Linked DNA regions of Oryctolagus cuniculus: region 1 is linked to region 2. A link is a contact called in public Micro-C data. All regions are on one chromosome and are shown on one strand. The core of a region is the stretch at or near the end of the contact, and the rest is flanking DNA. Distances in the headings are between cores, read along the strand shown.

Evidence for each region. Hi-C and Micro-C count contacts between places; a contact is called where the count stands out from the background.
Region 1: a Micro-C map of ear pinna shows a contact between it and region 2, with 3 times the contacts expected there. The contact joins the promoter of BASP1 here to the promoter of MYO10 in region 2. A contact is called at or near these places in 4 of 6 Hi-C or Micro-C datasets (ear pinna, embryonic fibroblasts, skin fibroblasts and 1 more).

What each region holds. Positions count from the first base shown.
Region 1 is chr14:46,246,158-46,251,063 of mOryCun1.1, forward strand. BASP1 (brain abundant membrane attached signal protein 1) reads left to right here and starts at 2,006. Exons shown (of 2, transcript XM_070056613.1): 1 at 2,006-2,143.
Region 2 is chr14:46,043,697-46,049,029 of mOryCun1.1, forward strand. It overlaps MYO10 (myosin X), which reads right to left and starts at 1,361. Exons shown (of 39, transcript XM_070056609.1): 1 at 900-1,361. The coding sequence starts at 920.

The sequences.
Region 1 (4,906 bases), core at 756-3,255, 200 kb after region 2:
CTTCTCAGATTTCATGAGGTTTGAAACCATAGCATTATAGAAGGGAAGGTTTAGCATCATGAGCTATGCCTCAAGTCAAGCATTTTAGATGTTCAAAGACTACAATCTTTGTAAGAACCTGTGCTGTAGGATTTCCTCTGTCTAGAGAAGTCAGATGGCATTCATAGAGTCACAGAGCTTAGATGCGTAGTGCTGAGATTTGAATTCATGCTGGCTGATGCAAGACCCTACTGTGTGTTAGGATTCATTGTGAATGCTGAGCTGTCTTAAGACCTTCAGAAATGATCTGTTCTACCTCCTCTCTTTATGTCAGACTGGAAGAAAATGAGGCCCTCAACCTAAAGCACTGCTCATTCCTGATGCAGTGGGGACAAAGCCCAGGCCACTAACTCTCCGCAGGACGGTGTTTTTGCTCTTGTGCTTTTGCAGATGGCCAGGAATGGGAGTTTGTCCCAGGGGAATGCAGACCTTGAGGAAGCTGTTCTATCCCTGGATATCTGACTTACCTTTGAGGGCAGGGCAAGGTGATGAAGCAGTTGTTACCCCCACCTCCACCCCCACCAGGCATTCAGGCCCTTTGAGACTGGCTCACCTAATTTCCGTTTGTGTATGGTGTGTGTGCACGTGAAAGCTATGCACACACCCTTCCTCTGTGTACCTGCAGTCATTTCAGAGATGTGTCTGCCGTAAGTATGTTATTCTATTGAGGATTCCACGTGGAGGTAGAGATGCTGCTGGCCAAGATCTCAGACCCTGCTTGCTGAATGTCTCGCCAAGCCCTGTTTGCTGCGTGTAGACGTGGTCAGTATTTTGGGGCAGTCACTTAAGTTCACCAAATGCCACAATGGGCAGTTTCAGATGACTCTGTAATAAATGACATGGTCTAGATCTTGAGCTAAAATTGGTACCCACTGCTCCTGTTTTCCCTTTCCTTTTCACCTGCTAACAAAAACAGGACTTGAGCAAGAGGCTGTGTGACTGTTAATACTGATGCCAGATATTCTCCTGTTCTCAATCAGTCATGTTTTAGAAAGAGGGAGAGGAAGAGAGAGGGAGAAGGAGGGGAGATGGGGAGAGAGAGAGAGAGAGAGAGAGAATGAATTATACTCTAAGCTCCCAACAGATTGGCTGATGTTTCTCCTGTCTACTTAGGGGCCAGTTCTGACTCCCTCTGGAATTGTCTCCATTGGTTTATCCTAAAATGATAACCCATTATGGGTTCTGCTTTAAGCCATCTGAAATGTGGAATTTCACATTTCACGACTTGGCTGGAGTTTTCAGAAATCAAATATTGTTTGTACCCCCCTCCCCCCAGTATTTTTTTAGCTGGGAAAATGTTTTAAGCTTCTTACTGGAATTTGCTGCATGTGGTTAAAAATCCCCAAGAAGTAAATTGTGAGCTTAGCATAAATAATCGGTTTTGTTTTAGAGTCCCATTCAGAAGAGTAAGCTACAATGCGACAGAGTCCTCTCTTAACAAGGTTTGTAATGATTTCCCTGAAATCGTAATTGAAATTCAAAATCTAGGAGGAGTTTTGCCAAACCAATTCTATGTAATTTGCACTGAGAACTGTTCTAACATGGGTTCCAAAGTCAGGGAAAATACACGGGGAGCAGGGAATATGCTCTAACTTTGTACAACACGTTTTATGTTTCTTTTTTCTTTTATTTCTTCTCCTCTTCCTTCCTCCCTTGGTTGCTATCTTCTACTGAATAGTGTGAACATGAGTTGATGACTGTCAAATGTTGACTCTGGGTGATGGATCCACAGAGCATCTTCGTTCTTCCCTCCATACTCTTGTGCATGTTTGGAACTTTTCCTAATGAAAAGAAGAAAAAGGAAACAGAAATGATTATGGCTCAAGCACTGGGCTGTTCTCAGCTTGAAGGAGTCTTCACAGAACACTAAACAGAAGCAGAAATTACAGTAAGTTCAAACTTATTTCCTAGGAGGCTTTTTTTTTAAGTGTTTTTCTGGAACTCAGAAATTGTTTTAATGATCCAGCCCTGCAGGGGTCCAGGATGGCAGGAGTACAAGAAGGTTGGGCAAGTCTATGACACAGCTTGTGCCTGGTGGAGAATTTTCCAAATAGAAATATGACCGAAAAAGAGGGTGGAGGATTAGAAAACCAGCCTGGAAGTGGTGAGTTTGCGATTACTCACATGGTTGCCACATAATTCTTGCTGCACCTAGGGCCACAGATAGAGCTTTGGGTCCTAAAACACTTTAATTCCCACAGGTCTTGCTGCTCGGGGGAGTGCCTCATCTCACCGCTTCCCAACAGGCAGCACATACCACGATGCGTAAAGCAAAGTATTTCTGTGTCAGCTTTTCCAGGGGGCAAGGAGGAATGTCCCTTTAGGAGATTACTGACTTCCCTTGTCATGCCAGAGTAAGCTTCCTAGATCAGCTAATGCTCCTGCAAGGCCAGGCAGCTCCCAGCCGCCAGCAGCGCCCAGCACAGCTCCTTCCTCCTCCATCTTACCTGTGGCCCCAAGGATTCCACCTGGTGTGGTGACAGCTGACCACGGGCCAAGCGTCCCAGTGCCTTGGCAGCTCAGAGGACAGGAGAACAACAGGACGCGTGTGGGGACCCTGGAGACCGGCAAGTTCCACGTGGCCTGTCATCCTGTCGTCACCGAGGAGCCTGGCCCTCTGGTAATGTCTCCTTTGCTGCCCCTGGGTCCTTCCCGTGGACGCTGCCACTCCTTTCCTCCCATACTACTGGTTCCATTGTGTTGTCGGGGGTCATGATTCCTTGGTGGATGATCTCTTCTGTGTCTGCAGTCTTCAGAGAGCAGCCACCCTCCCTGAAATCCTTCTCTCTCCACAACACCCCGGTTTCTTCCCTTCCACATAGCACCTGCTGGGCTGGAGACTCAGCATTGCATTAACACTTTTGTGATCATTTGCAAACGGTTACTCTTTCTCCTCTTGAAAAAATTCCCTCTTGAGTATTTCATAGTCTATGATTTTCCTCCCCACACCTTCATCCTCACTATCCACTCTGTACTCATCTGTGACCTTGGCCAAGTTCCTTAACTGCAGAGACTTGTTCGCTTACAGAGGATAGCAGCGCTTCCTGCTGCATAGGGTGCTGTGGATGAAATGAGAAGATTTGTGTTGAGTGGTTAGCATCTTTCTGGCCTAAACGATGCACGTTTACTGTGATCAGATTTGACCTGCTTGCTTTCCTTCCCAAATTCACCATGATCTTGGGAAATTGCGGTGTCCTTTGGAACTACACACATGTTCCTGTTCCCTCACTGCTGGGACAGGCATCTCCATCGTATGCCTGTCCTGCTTTCTGGAACCCACCTCCTTGTCTGGGTGTCCTCCTCACCCGACCTGCTTCTCCCTGCCTATGTCACTTCCTTGCAGTCCGTTAGATCCTTGCCATCTGCAGCCCTGGCCTGGAACTGTTGGACGATGGTCAGAGTGTTTGCTTTCATTGTGCCCATGTTTTCCATAATTCCTCCAGTATAAGGGTCTCTGTAGGGCTTCTCCATTCCTAGTGCCTGGGCCCTCCACAGCTCAGGTGGAGAGGCTGACCATCACTCAGTCACATGGAGATTTATCTGGGGTGTCCATTATTGGGGTGAGTTTTCTAGGGATATGAGTTTAGCAAGGAGGTGAAGTGACATGTTTGATGCAGCAGTAACTCAGTATCTTGGAAGCAAGGAGGTCACAAGGGGTCTTCATCACCTGCGTTGAGTGTGTGAGCTTGGAGCTTGGTTCAAGGGTCCAGGAGAACGTGCAGGCTGAGGAACAAACTTGGCTTTATTTTGGGCTTCCAGGGTTTTCTTTGATTTCCCTTTAATTTTTCTTTCGTATTTTCAGCAGTCTGTTTGAACTCTGCACAGGTAAGGGATTTTTGCTATCCAAGGAGGTTGTTACTAGGGATTTGGTTCTGGCTCAGGAAAGACCTTTAAAAGGCATCCATCTTAGAGAGGCAGAGTGGTGGTGGCAGAAGGATTCAGTGTGTGGCTGTCTAAGGCTTCCTGAATGACAGTGGTATACAGAGGAAGTCAGAATAAGCTAAGATGTGTGCCCCAGTGACATGTGCAACTAGGAGAGAGAGAGAGAGAAAGAGAGAGAGAGAGAGAGAGAGAGAGAGAGAGAGAGAGAGAATTTTCCATCTGCTGGTTCACTCTCCAGTTGTTGGCAACAGCCAGGACTAGGATCTCAGAACTTGAGAAGGTTCCCACATAAGTGAGTGGCAGGAACCTAAGCATTTGAGTCATCACCACTGCCTTCCAGAGTGCACATTAGCAGGAAGCTACAACTGGAAGCGGAGCCAGGACTGGGACTCAGGATCTCCAATAGGGGTTGCAGGCATCCTAAGCAATGTCTTAACGTCTCTGCCAAATGTGTGTCCCTTGAAAGGCAACGATTAATCATCATTTTTGAGGATTTGTTCCTTCTTCTCTTACAGATGGATAATTGAGAATAAAATACAGTAGGATGACATTGTAAAGCAGCTCTATAGGAAGTTGGGAGATCTGTCTTCCAAGCTTGTTCTCTACTGAAAGATGGTGTGGCTTAGGACAAAATGCTTAACCTTTGTGTTTCTTGAGGTTGAAAATAGCTGGCTTTCTTATCTTTTCTTTTTAAGCTGTCATGAGAAATAAGGGAATGTTTGTAGCAAATACTTTCAGCAACTCAAGGTTTTACATATTCGATTTTACATATTCGATTCTACAAACTCAAATGCTGGCTGGATTGTGAAGCTTTTAGCTATTTGCAGAGAACTAAAAATGCACTCGGGGAAAAAAAGTGGATGGGTCTCCAGGATTCATGAAGAGCTATGCATTTAGAGAGAAATAAAACAATATTTTATAGGAAAGTTAGAATGTTGGGGCTGGGAAGACAGAGGAAAAAGGGAGAAAGGAAGAAAACAGAACA
Region 2 (5,333 bases), core at 111-2,610:
ATGAAATATCGCTACTGCATGAGAACATACTGATGACATTGGCCACCATAAGCAGTTGTCTGAGAATGTCATGAAAGCAGAGTGACTTGAAATATTACCTCCAATCAAGTCAAATAAAGCAGGTCCACACCGAGGCAAACCCTCAGCAACTGATTGGCTGGAAGATTCCAAGGCTGTGCTGGATGCACGGAGCACCCACCCCCTGACTTTCCATGAAAATCCATCCGTCTCCCTCAAGTCAACTAAGTTTACTTTGAGCCACTTCAAACCTCAAACTTAAACAGAATTTATTAAATAAACACAACCAAGAAAGGAAAGGGAGCCAAGAAACCAGAGCAACTCTCGATCCCAGGATTTAAAAAAAACAACAAAAAACTTCCCAAGTCAACTTTCAAATAACTCGGTCACCCTAAAAGGAACATCAGCGTGATCTACAAAAACCACCGTGTGCCCTAAAGGAAGTTGCTTGAAAATTCGAACTCCGACTCTGCCAGGGGCCGACAGCACAAACCCTAGATCCGGGGACCCATTCTCTGGAGTCACCCCGACCCCCTGCTCGAGCCCTCGCTGGTGAGCGCAGGATCCGGACCGCAAGGTCCGAGCCGGCTCCTCGGGAGCGCTCCGCACCCGCACAGGAAGCCGGCACGTTCCGCAGAGGAAATGCCAGAGCAGACCTTTCCCGGAGACAGGCACGTCCCCGCGGAGCACTCCCGGGCTTCCAGCCCCCCGGCGTCGGGGGCCAACTGCCCGACCCGGGCCCCCAAGGACCGGCCGCCCGCGCATGGGGAGCGCCCCTGCGGGCGCGCGGGGCGAACCGAAACCTGCCCCGCTTACTCATCACCGCAGGCTCGGGGCTGTGTGTTGGGGGAGAGGCTCCCAGGCCGGCCGGGCGCACTCACCTCGGGGAAGAAGTTGTCCATCGTGGCGGGCACTCCACGCTCGCCCGCGCCGCGGCAGGTCCGGGGACACCGTGCGTGTCACGGCGCGGACGCCAGCCACGCCAGAGCGCGGGGCTGCCCCGCAGCCATGGCCAGACCCCCGTCCTCGAAGTCCTCCCCCTTTTGTTCGCCCAGACCCAAGTCCCTAACTCATCCGTCTCCACCGCAGCCTTTGTCTCTGCTTCCTCCGAGTTTCTCACTTCTGGACGGAGCGCTCGCGGGCCGGGAACAGCTGGTGGCACATTCCTTCCCCCCCGCCCCGAGCTGGGGGAGGGCGTCGGGGAGCTGGCGAGCGCGCCCCCTTCCCGGGCACTCCGGCCGGCCACAAAGCGAGCCTGAGGCCGTCTCCCCGCGCGGGCGCGCCGCGGTGAGCAGTCGGGCGCCGGGCTCAGGCGGCTCACGCCCGCACCGAGACTCGCGGACGGCAGCGCGGCCCCGCCCACGCGCCAGGCCCCGCCCCTCCAGGAGCCCGGGCCTTCAGCCAACCGCGCCCCGCGCTGCTCCTCGGCCGGCCCCGCCTCCCGCTCAGGCCCCGCCCACCCGGCTCCTCCGGCCCTCAAGGCTGGGCGGCTGCCGGGGCCCCCTCGCACCTCTCCACCTGGCCGTGGGTGGGAGGTTGCTCTGCTGTGGTGGAGACCGGAACAGTCACCTAGCCGGGGCTGGGGTGGGGTCCGCAAACCCTGGGAGCGAGTGAGCGCGCACCTCGGGTAACTCGGCTCGGGACGCCGGAGGTTCCCGTGGAAGGAAGCGCGCGCCGCGGCGTCGCCGGCGCCTGAGGAGAACGCGCCTGAGGAGAGTTTCCGGAAGCCGGCTTCCCGTGCGGAGTTTTCTGTCTCCTGCACTTAGGTTCGCAGCCCCTTTTCATAATGCGAGGAAGTGTGGTTTTGTAAACTGGAAGAGGACGTGGCCAGGAGCAGCACCCCTCAAAAAGCAACCCTTGTTCTGGACCTAAAGGAAACAGATGGGGAGGTGAACGAGCCGACTGCCTGGCGCCGCGTCCGGCTTCCCCGAGCCTGTCCGGGGACTCACCTGGGCTGCGGTGGAGCCCGGCAAGGTGGGCCCTGATGGCGCCTGGCCCGAGGCTGAGCTAGAGCCCGTGGGTGACGAGTTAGGAGAAAGGTGACGTGGCCAGGCCGCGGGTACGAGGCGGCCCAGGTATGGTCACCCGCGCACCTGGCACAAAAGCACTGGTACCCGGCGCGCTGCGGACAAAGATGACCGGATCTTCCCCACGAAGGGGCGTGGGAGGCTGTCTCTAGGGAACCTGCCAGCGGCCACTCAACCTTTAAAACAGCTCGGAAACCCGAGCCGCTCCCCTCACTCCATTCCAAGCCGTCTTAATGCACCTGCGCCACCACCCCGTTAGGTGCCCGCTTTTGGGGGGGTTATCTGAAGACGCTTGAGGAGAATGAAGCATGTTGTCTTCTCCGTCGGGAGTATAGAAGCTCATTGCTGCTTTAAAGTGTGCATCTTCAGCCTGTGTCAGAATGAGTGAAACATTCTTCTGTAATCCTGGCCTGGGCATTCAAGCGTCCTCGTAGCTCATTCCAGAGTAATTCTGTCGCGGCCCCCGGTTGCCTTTGGAAAGAGGCAGAGTGTTAGCTAGTTCACGCTGTTATCGTGCTGGGCCATCCCTCTGTTTCACAGGTTTACACACTTAAGGCTCGAAGCCACTAGAGGTGGTGTCCCGGGCTGTCAGGAAAGTTAAGTTGGGACCGAGGTAAACAGCAGCGATCCCAGGCGCCAACCGAAGTGCTTAGTCAAATGAGTCCCGTGGCCACTTAGGTTGAGATACTGGAGCAGAACAATTATAGTCATTATGGTATTAATCTGCACACGTCTCTGCGGGAGAGATTACCAGGGAGTTTGTTCAGGAGAGCGTGTGGCTTTGTTCCCAGCATCAGATGAGCCACCGATGTGTTGGGCAATCCTGGCCATGTCATTTCAAGTCACTTTCCAGTGTATTGGCTCATCAGTTGTAACGAATGTGCCAAATTTACTCAATGTGTCAGTAATATGGGACATGGGGAAGGGGTGGCAGGCTACATGGATACTGTACTTTCCCTGTCAGTTTTTCTGTAAACCTAAAGCTGCACCCTCCCCCCAAAAAAATAAGGCCTTAATTTTTTATGTCACTTAAGTCGATAGCATTAATAATTTTCCCCAATTTGACTCACATAAAGAATTACAAGCATAGGGTGAGTGTTTCACTCAGCAGTGAAGACTCCATTTGGAAAGCCTGCATCCTGTATCATTGTGCCTGGTTCAAGTTGTGGCTTCCTATACGGCTTCCTGTTAATGCACACCCTAGGAGGCAGCGGGTGATGGTCCAAGTACTTAGGTGTCTGCCACCCATATGGGAGAACCCAATTGGGTTCTGGGCTCTGGCTTCAGCCTGGTGCAGCACCACTTGTTGCTGGCGTTTGAATAGTGAACTAGCACATGGAAGATCTCAGTTCTTTCTGTCTCTCCCTCTCTGCCTTTCAAGCACTTGGAAAATAAATGTTTAAAAAGAATTATGAGCCTGAGGCAGGTGTTTGAGGTAGGGCATTTGACCTAGCAGTTAAGACACCTGAGTCCAAGATCAGACAACCTGTGCTTGATCGATGCCTGTCTTGGCCTCCTGATTCCAGTTTCTACTAGTGCAGACCTTGGAGATCAGTGGCGGGGACTCAGAATGTTTACCGGTTTCTTGCCACCCACAAGGGAGATATGGCTCAGCCCCAGCCTCTTCTGTTGCTTCAGGAGTGAACCGATGGGTGCAGGAGTTTCTCTCCCCACCCCCAACCACACAAAAACAAGAATTATGAGCGAGGTCCAGTATATAAGGTTGAATTTTACTGAATCATTTTTGGAGTTCACAGCAGTGTTAAAAAAAAAAAAAAAAAGATTCCTAGACCAGCTTATCAGAGTCCCCAGGGGCAGTGAAAAACAAACACAAAAAAACCCTACCTTTGACTCTGGGGCAGGTAGAGTGCTTACGAATCTGCATTTTAATAAACACACAGGGAGACAATTCAGAGTTTAAGAATCACCACTTTGGGGTGTCAGAATTAATCAGATTTTCTGTTTCTGTATAGGAGCCTGTTCTCAAAAAAGTGTAAAGATAAACTGTAGCCTAAAGACTATTTGCTTAACAAACAGCAAAGTTCATGTTATTTTAAGCATTCTAAGTAGGATACCTAACCCTCAAGTATTTGGGGCTGCATCAGTTGTTACAAAGGACTGTGCCACATTTACGAGGGCTTTGACAAGATTGGACAGAGAAAGGCAAGCTTTTAAAATCAAGAGATTTCTAAGAATACCCACTCTTGTTGCTATTCTTTAGAAGTTAAGTGCTTCCTCTTGGCAAACTGCGTCCCAATGGACAAAGCAGCTAAGGCTAAATGACTGATTCTCGAACCTGAGAGATGACCAAGGCAGGAGAACATTAGTGCCACAGTGGGTAAGTTTCTCTGGGACAAACTCTCCTGCTTGTTTTCAAATATACCAAGCATTTTCGAAAGAAAACAACCAGAATACTCAATTGAAGATCGGTTTTTAAGTGGCATAAATTAACCCAGAATTGACGAAATTTTATTTTATTGAGTGGACCATCTCCCTATTTTATGGGATAATTATGTATATGCTTATACAAGTAGTAATCCGATCTTCCTCTGTTTTTGTCTTCCCCAGTGTGTGTGTGTGTGTGTGTGTAGTTGAAATGGGTTCTCAGAAATTCCTATGTGAATTCAAATTGCCGTCTCTTGTTGCTGCTACTGCTGCTGTTGCTGCTCCTAATCTTGATGTGTGTTCAGGTGTAGAGTCTTCTTCCATTATCTTTATTTTTATTAAATACTCATCACTTAATTGCTCCAGAGTAATGGTTTAATTACTAGTTACAGAAAGGGAAAGTTCTGGAAGGTCTTTCACACAAATTAGAAGTTAATAACTGACACAATTCTCAAATCCTTTCATGCTTCACTAACTAGATGTTTGTCCTTTCTGTTCACAAATGGTCTTGGGGGTTTAAAAATGCGAGGGTTTTGCTTTTTTGAACTAACAACAATTAAGGAAAATTTTTTTGTTTGTTTTCAAAAATACTTAGATTAGCATTTCTTTGACTTCTCCTAACTTACAATTCAAAAATCTTTGAGGGATTTTTTTTTCCTGTGAAATTGAAAACAACTGTGAATGACTTCTAAATAAAGAGTACAATTTGGGGGGAAAATACCTGAAATGTTTGACATTGTAAGAGAATAAATCAAGTGCTGAAAACTAAACACAAAAATAAAACAGGGGTAAGACCCTCAAAGGGTTCATTTTGCCAGCAGTCATTTTTCTCAACAACAAGAGCTAGGACAAGAACGTAATTTGCTCCATCAGAGAGCATTTGATGGACAGTTAATTCCAACT